Linked DNA regions of Pan troglodytes: region 2 is linked to region 1. Evidence: chromatin contacts called from public HiChIP or PLAC-seq data. All regions are on one chromosome and are shown on one strand. Each heading gives the region's core, a stretch centred on a gene start, on an enhancer-like site or on the middle of the called end of the contact. The rest is flanking DNA. Distances are from core to core; before and after follow the strand shown.

Region 1 (3,178 bases), core at 127-2,626:
AACCAAAATGTAGGGAGTGGGCTCCTGTGGATCATCCGCAGGTTTGTAGAGCAAAAGAGGGGCACGGCTAAGTGGGACAACCCTGGGTTCCTGCAACTGCTTCCCCTCTGACTAGCTGTGGACCTCGCCTGGGCAAAGGACTTCACCTTTCCGAGACTGCATGTCATGACCTCAGTGTAAAATGGAGAGAACAGTAGGATCCTTCCCAGGGTCGACGGGAGGGACCGCGAGATAACGCAGGGACTTCAAGCCTGGCACCCAGAAGGTCCCGCCAGGGGGAGCCGCGCCCCCAGGCCTGGGGAGCGGTTTGTCCCACTCCCCCTCGGTCTCAGGCCGCGAGACAGGACACTCGAGAGACGGGACACTCACCGGGGCCACTAGGGAGGCAACACCGCAGGCCAGGCCGGTGAGGAGGCGGCCCCCCAGCAGCATCCACACGTCCTGGGCCGCGGTGATGACGGCAAAGCCGGCCACGAAGGGCACGGAGCACAGCAGGAGGCTCAGCTTGCGCCCGGCGCGGTCCACCAGCCAGCCGCCCAGCACTCCCCCCGCCGCGGCACCCAGGGTCACGACAGCCTGGAGGCGGGCGGCTGCTGAGGAGGGGGCGCCGAAGCCGCAGCCCATCCTCCCCCTCCGCCCACTCCCCGCGGGCTCAGAGGTAAAGGAGCCGGGGCCCCGCGCCCGTCCCGAGGGGAGGGGTAGGGGGCTGAGGGGCCCGGTGCTGGTCCCGAGGGGAGGGGTGGGGGCTGAGGGGCTCGATGCCCGTCCCGAGGGAAGGGATGGGGGGCAGAGAGGCCCAATGCCTGTCTCGTGGGGAAAGGTGGGGGGCGGCGGGGCCCGATGCCTGTCCCGAGAGAAAGGGTGGGGGGCGGAGGGTCCCGATGCCCGTCCCGAGAGGAGGGCGTGGGGTCCCAGGGCTGGAGGAGGGAGCCCGGGGACTCACCCCGAACCAGGAGGCGGCGGCGTCGTCCAGGCGCGGGGCCGGGGGCGCGGCGCGCTGCAGGCTAGGGATGGCCGGGGAGCTGTAGCCGAGCGCGAAGCCGAAGCTGAGTGGGCCCAGGGCAGCGGCGAAGGCGGCGAGGAAGACGCGGCGGCCGCGGGGCGCGCTGGGGGGACAGGGCCGAGGGTGAGCGGAGCGGACGCGGAGGGGCGGGAGGGCGAGGCCGCATCCGGGCCCGGGTTCCCCGGAGCTCACCTGCCGCCAGGAGGCCCCAGAAGCGGCTGGGTTTCCTCTGGGTCCTCGGGCGTCATGTCGGCGGCCAACGCCGATCGGCCAGCTCTGGCCCCTGAACCGCCACCGGCCCTGCGAGTGCGGCCCGCACCGGCCTCTCGCAGCCAATGGGCGGCGGGGGGTGGGGGACGGTGCTGGGCGGGATCGGAACCGCAGAGCAGGAGCAGCCAATAGGAACGCAAGGCGGGGCTAGCGAATCAGCTAGGACCCGCCCTTCATATTAAAGCAGACCAATGGAAGCATAGAACCGATTAGCGAAGCGCGCTGGAACCGCCCCTAGGGCGGAGCGGCCCAAGGTACAGGTGGGGCGGAGTTTCCGTCTGGGAGAACAACCACCCAATTGGAGTGTAGTGCGAGCCCATAGACGGGGCCGGAGAGCTGCCTCAGAACTGAGCTGGCCAATGAGGTTGGAGGGAGGAGTTTTTTTTCTGGCACCTCCTCTCAATCTGGCTTCAACCAATGAGGGTAGAGGCGGGGCGAAGGCGAAGCACGTGGGCCTCAGCCCGAGACTTCCCGCCCCCAACTCCGAGAAGCTGCACCTGTCCTGCCCGGTCGGGTCTGCAGTTCCTGCCCTGCTTTAATCGCTGCCCTGGGGACTGTATTGGAGGCGTCTGACCTCTGCCTGGGCCCAGCTCTGCAGGGGAGAGAGCCTCTAAGCAGACCGTCCTGGGCCGCCTCCCTCTCCTCTCGGAGGCCGAGACTGGTCAGACGCTCCCGCTGGGCTGCTGGCGGCGGAGGCGTGGCCCTGTGCACCGAAACCCACTTTCATGCTTCCCAGATTGCTGAAGGCTCGGGTCTCCAGGTGCTGAGGACCAGTGGTAGGTGGGGTCCCCCACGCCGTATGTGTGACAGATCTGGGCTCCACTCCCCCTCTTAAGTGTCACTCACTTCACAGGGAGTCCTGACTCTTGAATCTTCATCTACCTGCCTCCATATTTTGAGTTCCCTGTGGATTTTAATGCCACCTTCTCCCCGTGTGCACACAAGTCGAATGAGGAGGCACTGTTGGATCTCACCAGTTGTACCCGATTCATACCCAACACTCTGGGTGCAGGCAGCTGCGGTGGAATGCTGGTGTAATTCTGGAAAGAGCCAGGGCATGGGAGTAAGAGGCTTGGCTTGTAATCCCTCTCTGGGCCTTGTGTTTCCTCATCTCTAAGTGGGGATGACCATTATCTTCCAGGAGAGTTGTGAAGCAAGGTAATGTATATAAGACATGTGAAGCACTCAAAGGCTAACCGGTATGATGAAGACAGTCAACTGACATGTTGCAGTCACTTGATGGTTCTAGCAACCAACATTTTTCAGTCCTGACCACAAGCCTATCCTTAAAGACTTAGGCAACTGCCCTTCTGTACTCCCACAGCATCTAATGCTTGATAACTCGAGCACTAGATGTGTATTCTTATCACAGCATTTATCACCGCTTTGTGATCCCCTGTTTACTTCCGTCCTTCCCCCAATGGACATGACCTCCTCTGGAGAGGAGGCACTTGGTGTGTGCAGAGTGGATCAGTGCCTCCAACTCCATAGGCAGACACTGCAGTTAGATGATTTTCTGTGTGACTCAGCCAGTCGGGTACACAGAAAGGATTATGTAGGCAGGGTGCTCCTACCCTGTGGCCGATGGCTTCCCTTCCCGTGAGTGTGCAGAACTCACTTCTTGGCCTTTGTAGACAAATAATGTTGCCAGAACAGCCTCCTGCCCCCTTTTCATAGGCAAAGCACCATCAGCCTGATCAGTAGGGTCCACCTCTTGCCCTTGCTACATCACTCCTCAGACCTGTGACTCTTGTCAAATTGTGGGTGGCTCTAATGCTGCTGATTTGGAAGAATGCTCTAAAATAGTCCTTGGGTTTTTTTTATGCTACACTGTGAAGCAAGAAACTTCCGGAAAAAAAGGAAAAACACAGATACAAGCTCATAAAGCTTACAAATTAGTTTAAC
Region 2 (3,356 bases), core at 705-3,204, 170 kb after region 1:
TGGAGGGAAAAGGCCCAGTCAAGGGCCCCGCACTTCATCTTAAGGATCCTGGTTAGTTTGCTTTTTATCCTAGCAATGGAACCCTCTTATTGGCCTCAGTGCGGGTCGGAGTCCACATCCTTCTCTCTCTCTGTCCCCCACTCTGGTCCCTACCACTGCTGCGGGTGATGGGGAGCTCCTCAAGTGGTGTTGGCCGCGAAGGGCACAGTCACGGCTTTAGGAAGACCCCTTTCGCGGCCGGCTGGGGTGTGGATTTCAGAGGTGTCAGAACAGAGATGGGAAGTGTGGCTGAGAGGACGTTGGAGTCATCTCCAAGACCTGAGAAAATCGTAGGGCCGACTTGAGCGACGTCGAAGCAGGAGAATCCGTTCCAAGTTCAGGGACTGCCAGGGAAGCCGAGGGAGGGCACGCGCCCGGGCGGCGGTAGTCCCGTGAGAGGCCCCGGGGGAAGAGCAGCCGAGGGGCGCCGGCGGCCCGGGCAGAGGCCGGCGTCGCGAGGGAGAGGGGCGCAAGGGGCGCGAGGGGCGCAAGGGGCGCGAGGGGCGCGAGGGGCGCGGGGGCCGCGGGCGCCAGGGCGAGCCGGGCCGCGGAGGCAGCAGGTGTGCGGCTGCCAGGGCACGCGGGCGCCGGAAGGAAGCCTCCAGTGGACGGAGGGGTGAGCTCCCGACCTTGCCCTTGAGGGTTTACCAGAGGTGGGCAGGGCACATTCTCCTCAGCCCATGCCCCGCCGAAGCCGCGGGCGTGCGGGGCCTGCCACTGGACCGACGCTTCTGGACGCCCGACACCCGTCCCTGCACCTCCCGCGCGACGGCCCGGCCCCTCCCACGGCCCACGGCCGTTCAGCCCGGGCTCCGCGCCCGGGCTCCTGAGAACCTCCGCAGACCCTTCCCACGCCACGGCCTCGCCCCGCTGTCCCTTCACATCGCCATCCCCCCACGTGGCCGGCACCCCGCCCGGCCGCACCCCTCCCCGTCCGCAGTACCTTGGGCTCTCGAAGCTGCACCCCCTGCGCCGCAGCGCCGCCCTCTTCTGCCGCAGGAGCGCAGCGGCCACCCCGCCGGGCTCCGGTTCCATCGCCCCGGGCGGGGGCCGCGGGCTCGGGAGCACTCGGGTGGGCTCGGGCCTCGGCCGGCCGCTCGGCTCGCGCGCCGCAGCCCGCGTCCCGCCCCACGCCCCTCGCTGGGTCCAGGCCCCGCCCCGGCGCCGCCCCGAACAACAGCCCAGCCCGCCTCGCGCCTCTCATCCTGGTTCAGGCCCCGCCCCAGCCCCGCCCCGAACCCCAGCCTGCCCAGACCCTCCGCTGGGCCCAAGCCCCGCCCCGCGATCACTCACCCTGGTCCCGGCCCCGCCCCGCGCCCGCTCAGCCTGTTACAGGCCCCGCCCCGGCCCCGCTCCCAACTCCAGCTCCGCTTCCCCCGCGCCCTCAGCCCGGAGCAGGCCCCGCCCACGCCCCGCCCACGCCCCGCCCCGCGCTCCGGTAACGCCCCTCCCGCGCCAGCCCCGCGGGGTTCTTGCCGCCGGCTTTCTGCACCTCTGCGAGGCCCACAGGCCCAAAACGCCCACCCTAACCTCGACTGTCCCGTCCACGACCCCACCCCTCCTGCTGCTTGCCCCTCGGCACAGACCCAGGCCCCCCTCACCTACCCCTGCACTACTGAGCTCGCGCAAGGCCCTCGCACTCACCCCAAACCTCTGCTTCCTCGAGCGTCGTCCCTTGGAGTTCGGCCTCTCCTCGCCTCAGCACCTCCTGGCCCTTTCTATTGTAGCTCCGCCCCTCGGGCCCTCCTTTCCCATGTCCCGCCCACAGGTATGGCTCCGCCCCCAGGAGCCCCGCCTTTTCCCTTCGAAGCCCCCACTCCGTGCCCGGACCAGACCCAGCTCCACCGCCTGCTCAGTTCTGCTCTGACAGGGCCCGCCACAGCCCCGCCCAGCCGCAAGAGGCCCCGCCCAAACTCGGTGGCCCCGCCCAGCCACTCCCTCCTCCCGCGCCGTCGCCCAGCCTGCCCGCAGGGTCCGCGCTGGGTAGATGCCCGCACCCGGGGCTAAAGCGGCGTTCCGCCGTCCGGTCTGCGTTGGCTCCGGGATCCCGCCACCCATCAAGGTGGAGGTATTGCTGTCTCCTGGTGGCCGTTTGTGGCGCCTGACGCCTTGAGGCTAAGGGGCTGGAGCTTTGCAGGATACCAGTTGTGGTGGGTTCGAGTCTTGACTGTTAGTTTCCAACTGTGACAACCCCCAACCCCATCCCCACTTCGCTAAGTCAAATGCATTCTTCTCAGGGACCTTGAACACTGCACTGTGACTGAGGGCAGCGACCCCATCTGGGTAAAGCTGGGGCCACCGTGCTGTCTAAATCAGGAGGAGGAGGTAAGCTAGGGCTACCTCGGCAAGCGGGGTTTTGTCGTAGCTAGGGAGGTGTGGCCATGCTGGCCTGGAACTGGGATGGTGGAGCAGAGCCCGAGGAGTGTGCTTGTTGGGGGGAACCTGTGCTTGGGGGACTGGCCACTGCAGATTTGGAAGGCACTGGCTGGGAAACTGAGGCAGTCCGGGCCAGGGGATCCTATAGTCAACTATAGGATTGGTCAACTATAGTTGACCTATAGTCAACTATAGGGTGGATTACATCACCCCCTGGTGCACACTTCCTCAATGACTTCCAGGTTCTTTCTTGGTAAGGCCTGAACTTTGTGAGAGAATGAAGGGGCTGCCCAGATAGCACTGAAAGATGTAGAGGAGGTGTTTCTATTTGTCCTTCCAGCCCCTCTAGAGATGCCCCTGGTCCTCCCCTCAGGTTTCCATGAGATAACCCGTTTAAGACAGCCCTCCTTTTTCTCCAAGCGAGGAATAATGGAGTTCTGGATTTTTGCCTAACACCATGAAGTCCTCCCAACATATCTTTTCAGATTTAAATCCCATTACTCCCGCAAAACCTGTAGTCAGTGAGATCAGGTTGCCTCCTTTTTCCCAGCCTCATCCTGCATCTTCTCATTTCTGTCTCCCTATTGCCCCCACCCTTCATGTGTTCTGCAACCTCTGAACTGAATCTCCAAATACCCACTGCTTTCTAAAGCATCCCCAGGTCTTCTGCCTCTCTCCCTGGAGTGCCTGTCCCTTCCTGAGGATGCTGCTCCTGCAGGGTTTTTATGTTCTGGTTACATCCTAGCTGAGTTTTGGGCACCCCATGCCTCCTTTGTGTCTATCTGAAACAGCAACTGTTTGCTAAGTGAATGTGTGTGACTTTAATAAACTGAGCAATATTCATTGGAAAACACATTTAATTTCAAAGTAAACAAAGATGTTTGTACATTAAAGTATTTAATTAGTGAAATAATTATTATCAATGTAACAAGCTGAAAAAT

Evidence for each region. HiChIP or PLAC-seq counts read pairs in DNA pulled down with a chosen protein or histone mark.
Region 2: a contact with region 1 is called in an H3K4me3 HiChIP or PLAC-seq map of stem cell-derived excitatory neurons, with 5 times the contacts expected there. The contact joins the promoter of GARNL3 here to the promoter of SLC2A8 in region 1. A contact is called at or near these places in 1 of 7 Hi-C or Micro-C datasets (stem cell-derived neural progenitor cells) and 1 of 1 datasets of contacts at active chromatin or transcription factors (stem cell-derived excitatory neurons).

Annotation. Positions count from the first base shown.
Region 1 is chr11:11,056,189-11,059,366 of NHGRI_mPanTro3-v2.0_pri, forward strand. It overlaps SLC2A8 (solute carrier family 2 member 8), which reads right to left and starts at 1,377. Exons shown (of 10, transcript XM_001148685.5): 1 at 1,196-1,377; 2 at 944-1,106; 3 at 370-576. The coding sequence starts at 1,251.
Region 2 is chr11:11,229,545-11,232,900 of NHGRI_mPanTro3-v2.0_pri, forward strand. GARNL3 (GTPase activating Rap/RanGAP domain like 3) reads right to left here and starts at 1,955. Exons shown (of 30, transcript XM_009457312.5): 1 at 1,684-1,955. It overlaps RALGPS1 (Ral GEF with PH domain and SH3 binding motif 1), which reads right to left. Exons shown (of 20, transcript XM_054659088.2): 20 at 3,255-3,356.